Linked DNA regions of Sus scrofa: region 2 is linked to region 1. Evidence: chromatin contacts called from public Hi-C data. All regions are on one chromosome and are shown on one strand. The core of a region is the stretch at or near the end of the contact, and the rest is flanking DNA. Distances in the headings are between cores, read along the strand shown. Region 1 holds the start of GAMT (guanidinoacetate N-methyltransferase). Region 2 has its middle 20 kb from the start of EFNA2.

Region 1 (6,222 bases), core at 276-2,775:
CCTCAACTGCAGTGTTGCCAGAGGTTGTGAAGCAGAGACCCAGCTACACTCCACCTGGATTCCTGACCCACAGAAACTGAGAGGTTGTTTTCAGCAGCTACATGCGGGGCAATCTGTTACACAGCTATAGCTACACACACAACCTGCCTTCTCCTATCTCAGGCCAGACATTCCAGGGCATCACTTGAGTTGGGTGCCCAAGGATACTGGCATCATGCTTACAGACCCCTACCACAGTGCCCAGGACGGCTGGTGGTGGTAAGGAAGCCAGGCAACATGAACTCACATGAGGCAAAAAGCAGCATGAGCCCAGCCCCAGTGCCTGGTGGCCTCTGTCATCCTGCCTCCTCCTGTGGTCTCCTGGAGTCAAGTGGGTCACATCCAGACCATATTAGACCCAATGTGTGTTCAGGATTTATCAAGAATTTTCCGTGTGCCAAGCTCATCCAACAGATAATACAGCCATGAAGAAAAACCTTCAGTTAGTGAAATACCAAGGAGAGGTATTCGGAGATAAACCAGCCTCAAACAGGCCATGTCCAGCCTGAGGAGACCTGGAGTGGGTTGGAGCATTAAGTGGAAAGAGAAGGCAACCAGGCCAGAAGAGAGGAGAACCGTCCAGGTAGAGGGAAGAGTGTGTCTTCCTGGTGGCAGGAAGACACAGAAGCTCTGCAGGGGGGAGGGGAGGAGTCTGGAGTAGCCATCCAGAGGTGGGCATAGAGGGGCAGGGTTGCCTCAGGGCAAACTCTGTGACCTCAGCCTCTAGGGCCTCAGTTTCCCCATGTGTTCCTGGGGCTGTGCAAAGCACTTGGCAGGGATGGTGTTCTGGGCTCACAGCTGGGTGTCTGTGCAGACAGATGGGAAAGAAGTCACATTTCAGAGCCTGGAGCCAACCCAACTTGGCTTGGGGGCCAGTCACAGGGGTGGCAGGCAAAGGACACAGCTGACCCCCAGGGGCTGACCCTCCAGCTGCGCAGGCAGGCTCGAGAGGGCTGGGATGGTCGTTTCATTTCCAGCCCTGGGGTCCTCTGGGGTCTCAGGCCACCTGGGGGAGTAAAAGGGGAGAGGCAGGTCCGCCTAGTGATCAGGGTGGGGGTCGTCGAGGTTTATCCTGGGTTTCCACACTCTGCGGTCATGGCCATGAGGTTGTCAGCTTTGCTTCTGGAGCCTAGTTTCCCCGCCTGTAAAACGAAGAGGCTTAAAAGAACCCGCCTCAGCACCTCTGAGGGTTAAATGATTTTAAATACCTAAAGCACTTGGACGATCGTCAGATCCATAGGCTCCGGCAGCGAGGAGGAGGCTGTTTTCGCGGTGGTGAGTGATGAAGACACCGAGGCAGCAGAGAGACAGGGTGCGGACCTTGAGGGTGGTGCCATTTCCCTCACCAGGCGCCAGAGGCTCGGCGAGGAGGGGGCGTCGCGGGCGTCGGGGATCCACCGCGGGCCGCCTTCCACGCCGCGGCCGCTAGGGGCCGCTCTGGGCGCCCCGCAGTCGGCTCGCGGCCCGCCCCGCCCCGCCCCGCCCCGCCCCCAGCCCAGAAGGCCCTGCAGGGACACAGCCCTGCGCGTTCGGAGCTCCAGTGGCGAGCGGTCCAGCAGGGAGCATGAGCGCCCCTTCCGCGACCCCCATCTTCGCGCCGGGCGAGAACTGCAGCCCCGCATGGCGAGCTGCGCCCGCGGCCTACGACGCGTCGGACACGCACCTGCAGATCCTGGGCAAGCCGGTGATGGAGCGCTGGGAGACCCCCTACATGCACGCGCTGGCGGCCGTCGCTGCCTCCAAAGGTAGCCCTCGCGGGGCGGGCGAGCCGGGGCCGCTCGGACCCGACGCCAACCTGCTCTCGGGCGACGCACATAGGAGCCTCTATGTGCCTCTTTTCTCGCCTGGAAAATGGGGCTCCTCGCGGGGGGCAACAGGGGAGTCCCGGGTCTCTCTAGGCTCCCCGAGTCCAGAGAACGTCCTGTCCTGGGGCAGTGACGCCCCGACCCCGGTATGGAAACGGTCTGGGTCGGGGGATGGATCCTCAGATGCGGAAGTCAGCTGCCCACCCCCCGCGCGAGGTCGGAGACGGGGGTGGCGACCTGGCGAGGTGCTACCCAGGTTCACGTGGGGAATGCTCTGGCCCAGGAGTCGCGGGAAGCCGGGCACCGGCTAAGAATAGCTCGGGGAAAGCTGAGGCCGGGAGTCAGCTGTCAGGGGTCGTCCTGCACTGGGTGTCTGAGCTCACAGGGTGCTGAGGACTCCCCAGGTAGCCCGGAGGCCAGGAGTGCCACCTCTGGGCCTCTGCGTTTCCATCTGGCAAATGGGCACAACCGGAGTCCCGGCTTGGGGAGGGCGTTCCTCTCCGCCTCTGCCTTTTACCCAATGAGGATCAACCCCTGCCCCCTCCTGTTCCACAGCCAGGCCTTGAATCTTGGTACTCCCTTGCCCAAACTCTGTTAACTTCATTGTTGAGGAGGGGTGGGAAGTGCCCACATCGAAGATAAGCGCCGTCAGTGCAAACAGCATGGGCTGGGGCTCAAAGTCCAGGGTCTGACCCCACCCCCCACTCCCCACCGGCCTGCCCCAAAGCCCAGTCTGTGGCTTCCCTGGCAGGCCACCCTGAACACTGTTCCCTCTCAGGGCTGCTGTGTTCTATCCCACCCCCCACCTCTGCTATGCTGTGTCGTCTAGTCTTTGAGGCAAATGTTTCTCTGCCAAAGCCCTGCCCTTATGCCCTCTCCTCCAGGCAGCCTCCCCAATTCCGGGAGGCGTGTAATGCCTGGGTTCTTTGTCTGCCCAGGGGGCCGGGTCCTGGAGGTGGGGTTTGGCATGGCCATCGCAGCCACTAAGGTGCAGGAGGGTGCCATCGACGAGCACTGGATCATCGAGTGCAATGACGGCGTCTTCCAGCGGCTCCAGGACTGGGCCCAGCAGCAGCCACACAAGGTGCCCACCTGTGCCCTGCTCTGCCCCCAGAGAAGGTTGGGGACCTGGAGCAGCCACAGTCATAGGGGAGGTGGTCTTTTCTCTTGGGGGTCTCTCTGCCCCCTCCCTCACAACAGGTGGGGAAATCCTGGGCTCCTCTGACCCTCAGCATTCTCTCTCTTTCCTCCCCTGCCCCAAGGTGGTTCCCTTGAAAGGCCTGTGGGAGGAGGTGGCGCCCACCCTGCCAGACAGTCACTTCGATGGTGAGGGGGCTCTGGGAGCTGGGTGGGGGCACAGAGCTCTGCCTGGATTTCCACCGCCAGCCCCTCCTCTGCTTGCTTCTGAAGCCCCAGTGCCTTGATGCATCACTGGGGAGGCAGAGCCTAGGGGGCAGGTTCAGACACACACACAATGGCCTGGTACTTGGGTGTGTGGACACTTCAAGGAATGGCCAAATGCGACTAGTAGAGGTGGCTGCAGCACAGTAAACCCTAGGGTCGCTGGCCACCTCCACTCTTCTGAGGAGGCTGCCACCTGGCCCTGACCACAGGGTTTCTGTCATCTTGAGCAGGAATCCTGTATGACACGTACCCGCTGTCTGAGGAGACCTGGCACACACACCAGTTCAACTTCATCAGGGTAGGACCACTTGCGGTGAGACGGGAGTCCGCCCGCCAGCCCCAGGGTCGGGGGTCGGCCCAGGGGGGCACCTTTCCTGCTGGTTCAAGAGAACCTGCTGTTCTCTTGAGTCCAAGGACAGAAGGCCCTGTGAGAATGCCTCTGCCCACACCTCCCTCCTGACCACTGCCCCCTCCCAGGAACATGCTTTCCGCCTGCTGAAGCCAGGGGGCGTCCTCACCTACTGCAACCTCACCTCCTGGGGCGAGCTGATGAAGTCCAAGTACTCGGACATCACCACCATGTTCCAGGTGCTGTGGACTGGGCCTGGGTGCTCCCTGCGGGTCCCTGCCCTGTCCCACCCATTTAAGGCAGCGATTTTGGGTGGGGAGGCAGCTGTGATCTAGGGGGGGGGTCCCTCGCCTTCCCTGGCCCAGGAACTGTGAGTCTCCAGTTGTGAACCTGGAGGGTCTCTCTCCAGCTCGGCGGCCTTCGGTGGCTCCCCAGTGCCTTCAGGATACAGGGATTCAGCCCAAGCTCCCCAGTATCCCCTTCCTCTGCCCTTCTCTACCAGGGATGTCTCTGTCCCAGGCCTTTGACCGCATGGTTCTATCTGTGAGGATGTGTGGGGGATGCCCTGACAGCCAGGAATCTGGACCCCGGGAGAGGAACCCCCCACCCCACCCCGCCAGGCCTGGCTGCGGCACTTTCCTAGGAGCGCCCCCTGCGAGAAGCCTTGGAAAGGCAGGTGGCAGGGTGTCTCTGGGGACCCCAGGGCCTGGGAAGTGACTGGCACCTCCTTCTGGACAGGAGACGCAGGTGCCAGCCCTGCTGGAGGCAGGTTTCAGGCAGGAGAACATCCGCACACAGGTCATGGAGCTGGTCCCACCGGCCGACTGCCGCTATTATGCCTTCCCGCAGATGATTACACCGCTGGTCACTAAGCAGTGAGCCCTCTGGCTCAGCTGCCCACACCACTCTGGGGGCTCTGGGCTGCAGGATCCCCAACCCCAACTCAGTGCCTTCGAGGCTGGGAGCGCCGGCTCTGACCTTTTGCGTCGCTGTCCAGACCCACACCAGCTGCGTGAGGCCAGCAAGCTTCCCCAACCCCTGCAGTGGGATCACCACTACTGTCCTCCTGGGGGCTTGAGGATGAAATAAACACTAACAGTAAGCTTGGCCATCAGTGGGAGGACACAAATTTGTGTTTTCACTTACTCTCCTGTGTTTCCAAAAAAAAGAAAGAAACCCACTAAACAGACTTTCAGGGAGACAGTGGCTGTTCCACTCCCAAGTCTCTCAGCCTGCCTCTGACCTCAGGCATGCCCAGGGTAGACACTGCCAATCAATAACTGATGCCCTCCCCGCCCTGCCATGGGCATCTAGGGTACCCAGAGGAGGTGGAACTAGGTCAGGTGGCAGCCCCCAGGTCCAGGTCCTCAAGCCACCTAGGAGGGCCTCTGGTCCCACCCAGTCAAGCTGAACTCCGACCCCCGACTGTCCAGTGTCTTGTTTCCTGACTCAATGCCCCCTCCAGCCTCAGGACAGAGACACCCTGGCTCCCATCTGCCCTGGGCCATGGTGCCCAGGTGGTCACCCCAGTGCTGTCTGCTTCACCCTTGACCAGTGCTTGGACCTGTCCCTGCCCCTTGTTCACGGTGGGTGCTCCCAGCTGGGCCTCACTAGGCCTGGCCGTCCACCTTGGGGGCTTCATGTCTCCACGCACCAGACACTGAGCCTGCCCGGCAGCACTCACCTACCTACCTCCCAGACCCCCACCCTGGCCCCCATACCATGCTGGCAAGCGCTGGCCGTGGGTTTATCAGGTTTATTGACCGCCTCTCGTGATGACGCCCACACAGACACCGCAAGGCAGCCAGATGGCCAGCACTACCTGCGGTACCAGATCCGCAGTCTCTTCTCCCGCTTGATCTTCCTCTGCAGCTGCAGGATGCCGTAGAGCAGGGCCTCGGCTGTGGGCGGGCAGCCTGGGAGCAGGATGCATCTCAGTCCCCCTGCCCCTCCTTAGGTCTGCAGGGAAGACCTAGGAGAACTAGCTAAGGAGATGACAGGTGGGAAGGCCCAGGCTGCCCCTCCTGGGCTGTGATGCCCTGTCCATGCGCTACCATGTGACATGGCTCGGGGCCCCAGAGGACAAGTGCAGGCTGCCTGCTGGCCCCAGGCCACACTGGCTGCTGGTAAGGCCCCTCAGAGAGGAGTGGGGGCAGGCTGGAGGGAGCAGAATGGACTGGGTGAAGGGGAAGGCTCCACGGGCGGAAACGCTGGGCTGTCACTTTTCTTGGACCTCAATCTACTCATTTTTTTTTTTTTTCCTTTTTGGCCACACCTGCAGCATGTGGAAGGTCCCGGGCCAGGGATCCAGCCCACGCCACAGTTGTAACCAGAGCCATAGCAGTGAAGATGCCAGGTCCTTAACCTGCTAAGTCGCCAGGGAACTCCCTGTTCATTCTTTTTTTTTTTTTTTTTTTTTTTTTGGTCTTTTGTCTTTTGTTGTTGTTGCTATTTCTTGGGCCGCTCCCGCGGCATATGGAGGTTCCCAGGCTAGGGGTTGAATCAGAGCTGTAGCCACCGGCCTACGCCAGAGCCACAGCAACTCAGGATCCGAGCCGCGTCTGCAACCTACACCACAGCTCAGGGCAACGCCGGATCGTTAACCCACTGAGCAAGGGCAGGGAT
Region 2 (6,344 bases), core at 2,027-4,526, 84 kb after region 1:
GAAGAGCTGGACCAAAGGCCCAGTGGCAGGACGCTTAGCAGACTCTAGACTGTGAGGGTCCAGTGGGGTCTGCGGGAGTGTCGGGGCCAAGCTGGGGAAACTGACCTCAGAGGGTGGTCCCCCTTGGGAGTCAATGCTCCACAATGATGCTGGGAGGAAGACTGGGGCCCCCAGTGCTAAAACGCCAAGAGCCTCCTCCCACCACGGCCGTGGGCCTCCTGGGCTCCAGCCTTTACTCCCTTCACCTGGAGTGCCCTCCCCACTGACTCCTCTCCTTCTCCTGGGAACTGGAACTGCTCACGCAGGTGGCATTTTATCTCCCACCAAACCCCAGGCCCGGGCCCGTGCTCCCTCCTTCTTGGTTACCCTTTGGCCTCAGCACTAGGCTTGGCAAACAGTAGGTGCTCAATAAAGACATTCCGAAACTACAAAGGAATAGGAGCTGCTTAAAAAGGCCTTGGTTCCAGGCACCCTGGTCATGACCCTGGGATCCTGCTCCTCCACTGAGGGTCCTGGGTGCTCTGACCAGGGCAAAGACCTTGTCCCTCGTACACTTGTCCCCTCTGTTTGAGATCCGTGGAGGCTGCCTCCCCTCGGTGGGAATGCGCAGGAGCGACAGAGAGCGGTGGCCCGTGCTTAGGATGGGTCCACTTGAGGGGGGGGTGCCCTGGGAGGGCTCCTTTCACTCTGTGTTCGGGCCTGTCTGGGCCTCAGTTTCCCTCGCTGGGAATGGGTGCCCTCTCCTGCAGAAGATCTTGTTCCCTCCGCCCGTCCCCTGGGGACTGCTCCCCCCAGCCCTCCGGAGGCTTCGCTCTGCTAATCCACCAGCCAGCCTGAGCCTCGGTTTCCCCTCCCAGCGGCCTAATCCTGGGATTGTCGGAGGCCGGTTTTACATACATTTAGAGGCTTTTCATAATAGATTTACTGGGCCCCAGAACGGCCCTTGCTGGGTGATTAGCTGCTCCTTAATTGAAAACTCCCTTCCCCCCTCTCCTTACTGCCCCTCTGAGCAGAACTCAGGCAGAGGGATGAGGACAGGGAGCACCCCACAGCTCTGTGGGCCCCCTGGGGGCCTCCCTGTGTGCTCACATAGGGTCCCCCTGGCTCTAACTTGACAAGGGTGGGGATAAGAGCACAGGACTTCACGAGGAAGTTCTGCTGCAGCTCCTGCCCTTGGGGGCCGAGCCAGGATTCAAACCTTTTCTGTCCCAGCCCTGCACCCAGCGCTACCACGGCCTGGGGTGGGGTCTCCCCAGTGTGATGGCTCCTGCCTGATTCACCAGGGCGCCCAACCGAGGAGTTGGTGTCAATCACACCTGGACCTGGACTAGGCACCCACCCTGGGGCTCAGATTTCAGGTCTCGGACCCAGATCTCACTCCCTGACCCCCTAAGATCCCCTGACTCTTCCCCTCCAATCCCCGTCCCTGGGAGCTCCAGGGGTGCAGAAATGTTCACCAGTAGAATAGGGGACACTCAGGGGCAAGAGCTAGTGACACATCCCCACTCCCAACCCTCAGCCATTGCTGCCAGGTCCCCAGCCGGGCGACTTAATTCCGCCTGTCACCAGGATGTGATCCGGGTTATTTATCTGGTGTATATATGTATTTTAATTTAAAGATCTGCCAGCCAGCACGGCTGACTCCTGCAGTGCCCCCGCTGCCCCCCTCATCTGAGAGAGGCTGTTCCCCACCACCTCTCCACACCCAGGGCCTTCCCGGAGGAATGAACACTGGAGAAGGAGGCCAGTGCCTCCAGCCTTGGCCTGCTGGTGAACAAGAGCACTTGATTTGGAGTCCAGGCGCAAAACACCCTCATTAAGTCATTCAACAAACATTTGATGAGGGTGACTGATGTTGTGACAGAGGCTGGGGCTGTGGGGGTAGGGACCAAAGGTCCTGCCCTTATGGGTCCCACCATTCAGGTCATTAGGAACTCCCTGGCTGAGCCCTCATCGTGGGTACATACCATAAGTCCATTTCCCAGATGAGCAAACTGAGGCTCTGAGAACAGTGGTGACTCCTCCGTGAGGGGTGGCAGAGGTTATGCTGGAACCTGGGTCTGTCAGATTCCTACAGCTGTGCCCTCAGCCAGGACAGCAACTAACCTCTATGTGCCTCAGTTTCCCTTCCTGGCCACAGGGCATCTAGGATGGCAGCCTGGGCTGGGCATGATGAATGATGTTAATAAAGGCCCCCTCGTGTGCAGGGACAGGGCAGGGCTGCTTCATTAACACTCCGGCCCAGAGGGGAGCACAATATTGCAAACCATAACTCTGGCACACCAGGCAGGGGGCAGAGAGGCAAGCATGGAGGGGGCCGTAAACTGTCCCCAGCCAGGGGCGGGCATTGCTGAGCGGGTCCCCAGAGGGAGGGCCCTTTCAAGGTGCCCCCCACAGGAGGGTAATAGCAGGCTCTAATCTTTGCCCTTTAAGGAGACCTTGCAAGGACCGGCCAGCCAAGGTGCCAACCCACTCCTGTGGCCCTGCCCAGAATAAAGAGTCCTGGCTGGCCTGTGCCACCAGCCTGGCTGCTGGAGCTGGAGTCCCGGTGGTCAGGCTGCCTCCCTCCCTATCCGCCCCAAGGCAATGGGGCAGCTCTGGCCTGACCCCTGGGTCCAACCTCTCCTCTAGGCTTAGCTTCTCACCTGTAAAATGGATCTCAGCTGGATCTCTTCTGCTCCAATAGGGGTAAACTGAGGCCCAGAAAGGAAAACACCTCCCCCTTCGGGAGTGGGGGTCCCAGTGGAGAGAGACTGAGTGGAGGTGGGGCCCTGGATCCTGCTGCACATTACAATGTTGGGGAAACTGAGTCTGGGGGAAGGAGGCGGCCTAGCCAAAGCTGTTAAACTGGACCTGACCCCCAACCCCCAGAGACTGGAGCTCACACCCCCTCTTTGCAAATGGGGAAACTGAGGCCCAGAGCGCGGAGCCCGGGGCGGGGGGTGGGGGGTGGGGGGAACCCTACCTAGGCCAAGGTGCTCTGGGGTGCAAGGGAGGGAGCCGGGCGGTGGGCCCGGTGGGCGGGGCTTCAGAGGAGTGATGGGGTGCCCGGCAGGGGAAGCGGCGCGGATCTGGGACCTCAGGTTCCGCGGAGTGAGGTGGGGGCCACCACGCTCCCCAGATGCGCCACCTAGCTCAGGGCCAAGGCCTTCTCGGGTGGGGGCTCCCTCAGCCTCGGCCTCCGCAGGCCTTCCCCCGCCGGCCTTCCCCCGCCTTCCGCCGGTCCCAGCGGCGGCCACAGGAGGCTTTTAAGCACTTAGAGGCGCAAACGTCACGTGCGGTTAGCGGCTGGCTCTTCAGCCCGCCCCCGCCCGAGGCTCCCGGGCCGACCACCCCCTCTCGCCTCTTCTTCCTCCCCCAGGCCACCGTCGGGGCTGGGACACCGCGCCTGACACCTGCCTCCGTTTCCTTCTCTTCAACAGGGACGCCCGGGAAGGGTCCGTGGATCCTGCAGACAAATCATGGAAGCCTTGAGGGAGGGAGAGAGGCTCGGTGGGTGGGTGGGTGGGGGCTCCTGGAGGCCACAGACAATAACTCCTTACTTCTCTCTGCCTCTCCGCCCTCCCCGCTCCTTTGGGGGCAGGAGCAAAGGGGAGCAGGTGGGATCCTGGAGGATTTTCCCACCCCCAGGGGGCTGCACTGTGGGGTCCTGGCCCAGGGAGTGGAACCCTGGCCCAGGGAGCGAGGCCTCACATCCTGGTGGGAGAACCTGTTTCCTGGAGGACAGGAGTGAAAGGGGGGGCCCTCCACCCAGGCCCCCACCCCTTCCTGCTGTTGGGGGGGGACCCAGGTCTCTTCTATCCCTGGCTGCCCAAGGCCCAGCCCAGGTCCAACCCCTGACTCCATGGAGGCCTGGGGCTCAGCCCAGATTCACCTCATGGACCTTCGAGGCCTGGTGAGGCCTCAGTTTCTCCACCTGCACGAGGGAGGGGGTCTCCTCCACCCCTCAGTGCCCCCCTTCCCCAGGGACTGCCTTGTCCATTAGGGCCCATCGATCGCCTCTGGGCCTCAGCCTCCATTTCCGGATCAATGGGGCGGGTCAGGGGCTGTGCGGTGGACCACCCCCTGGGAGAGTATCTCTCTCTCTCTGCCTCGGATGGAGGGGTCTCCCCCCCACAACACACATCCCTGCTTTGACCACGGAGCGGGCAGCCCTAGTTCCTGGCGCCCATAAGTGATTCCATAGCATGGAAAGGCTGGATGGGTGGGGTTTCTGCTCCATCAGGAGACAGTGCAGAGGAAGCACAGAAGAATCAGGGGCCTCCTGGACGCCTCCCTGGGGGGAAGCCAGGGTCCTCAGCTCCGCAGGCCTCCACCCAGAGTCCACTCCTCCCCAGCCACCAGTCCTGCCCTGAAGCCTCCTGTGGGTCCCCTTGCCCTCCCTCCCTCGCAGCCTCCAGAAAGATGGGGCAGAGACTTGCCCATCAGTCTGACTCCGTCCTGACATCTGCCCCATGCCCGCCCGGTGTTTGTGGTCTCTCCTTCTCCCTGGTCCACACCCAGCCCCAGGCCTAATGACCATCACCTGTACCATTATGTGGCCAGCAGCTCCCGAGGGGAAACTGAGGGTGAGAGGGGCTCCTGGTCCCTCCCCTGGCCCTCTCAGCCCCACCAGCCCGACTGCAGCCACTTAATTTCCGGCTTGTGTGTCATCTCTCAGTGATTTATGGCTCCTCAGGGGCTCCCAGGCTGTGAACTCACTTTTTATTTGTCGATCAGTGGCTGCCTGGCCACCTGCAACCTGGACCAGTGTCCCCAGTACCCTAGCCTCCTCTCGTGACTCATAAGCTCCTCAACTATGGGGCCCTGGAGGATACAGGGGCAGGCCCCACAGTCCTCATCCCAAGGCCACAGTATTGACTGAACACAGAAGGTACTCGCTAAATGCTGCCTGGGGGCGCTGACATGAGCACAGGAAACACAAGGGGTGGGGTGAGGTGGGAGGTCTCAGAGGGAGCAGGTGTTAGGAGGGAGGAGCAAGTGGGGGTTCTGAACAGGACATGAGCCCCAGAGGCCCTAAGACTGTGGCCTTGAGCACTGCGGCTATGGTCAAGGGAATTGCTCGGACCCCTGAAAGCCAGGGCAGTCGCCATCAGTTCAGAGGCAGGTATGAGCCCCTTTGTCACAGCCATGGGGGTGGGGGTGGGGGCGTGCAGGGACCAAGGGTGAGCAGCAGGGCTTCTCAGAGCCATAGACTAGATGGGGTCCCCAGGACACAGGGCAGGGGCTGCAGGGTGCCCTCATGTGACCGTGGGTATATTGACCCCTCCCCAAAACCAAGTTGGCCACGAACCTGAGGGGTGCCGGCTCCACTGGAGAGCAATCATCAGGACGTGGGAGGGACCTCGAGACTCCCCCCTCCTCACCTCTCCGACCCCCTGCCCACGCCGGGGCACTGGGGCAGCAGTAACCGGCTCAGGAGTGAAATCACTTCCCTCAGGAGGCTCAGGTTCATACGGCAGCCGCATACCAATAGCTGCCCTGGGGACACCCTGCTGCGCAAGGTGCAGCCTCAGGAATGAGTGGCCACTCAGCACAGTGAGGAGTGGCCAGCGATGGACAAGGTAGTTCCTGAGAAACCCAGGCTCCAAATGCAATTCATCTGTCATTACTGGTGGGTGTGGCCATGCAGTCCCTCCACAGACATGTAAGGGAGTATGGGAGGTGACAAGTCTGAGGGGAGACTTTTGACTGTAGGCCAGCTCCCTGCCCACTGGGGACTCCCAGTCCATGGGAAAGATGGATGAGTAAAGAGTCAGAGATGGGATAGCAGGAGGCGTAAAGTGAGGGTCATTTGGCCAGGGAGGTGGAGAAAGGACAGTGACCCACCTGAAGAGGCTGAGGGAGAGCCAGGCAGCGGTCTGCAGAAAGGGCACACCAGGTAGCAGCATGTGCATGCAAAGGCCCCGAGGTGGGAACAGAGCTATTTTTGTACTTAACCATCCAAGGTCTCCTTTTGTGTGACAACTTTGTCTCAAAAATAATAAATTCCCCTCAATAATTGGTAATAACTTATATGGGAAAAAAATCTGAAAAAGAATGGATGTGTGTACAGGTAGAACTGAATCACTTCGCTGTACACGTGAAACTGACACACTGTAAATCAACTATGATCAAGTTTAAAATTATAATAGTAATAGGGAGTTCCCGTCGTGGCTCAGTGGTTATGAACCCGACTAGTATCCATGAGGAGGTGGGTTCAATCCCTGGCCCTGCTCAGTGGGTTAAGGATCCAGCATTGCCGGGAGCTATGGTATAGGTCACAGATGTGGCTCAGATCCTGCATTGCTCTGCCTGTGGTATAGGCCGGCAGCTGCAACTCCAATATGACTCCCAGCCTGGGA

The links. A called contact is a pair of places that touch in the nucleus more often than the background predicts.
Region 2: a contact with region 1 is called in a Hi-C map of undifferentiated spermatogonia, with 2.1 times the contacts expected there. The contact joins the enhancer-like site here to the promoter of GAMT in region 1. A contact is called at or near these places in 5 of 5 promoter capture datasets (fetal liver, fetal skeletal muscle, liver and 1 more), 20 of 47 Hi-C or Micro-C datasets (blood, brain, embryonic fibroblasts and 12 more) and 1 of 2 datasets of contacts at active chromatin or transcription factors (skeletal muscle).

The regions. Positions count from the first base shown.
Region 1 is chr2:77,075,041-77,081,262 of Sscrofa11.1, forward strand. GAMT (guanidinoacetate N-methyltransferase) reads left to right here and starts at 1,526. Exons shown (of 7, transcript XM_005661394.3): 1 at 1,526-1,784; 2 at 2,729-2,928; 3 at 3,107-3,170; 4 at 3,479-3,546; 5 at 3,657-3,836; 6 at 4,117-4,269; 7 at 4,447-4,711. The coding sequence starts at 1,604. The coding sequence ends at 4,476. NDUFS7 (NADH dehydrogenase [ubiquinone] iron-sulfur protein 7, mitochondrial) reads right to left here. Exons shown (of 8, transcript XM_005661401.3): 8 at 5,334-5,513. The coding sequence ends at 5,416.
Region 2 is chr2:77,157,090-77,163,433 of Sscrofa11.1, forward strand. No RefSeq gene overlaps it. Among named protein-coding and RNA genes, the nearest start is that of EFNA2, 20 kb to the right of the region's middle. Within about 2 kb of position 3,277, at least 3 of the 83 cell types and tissues checked have an H3K27ac peak or open chromatin away from gene starts, as enhancers often do. A contact at or near this core is called in undifferentiated spermatogonia, where this site is marked.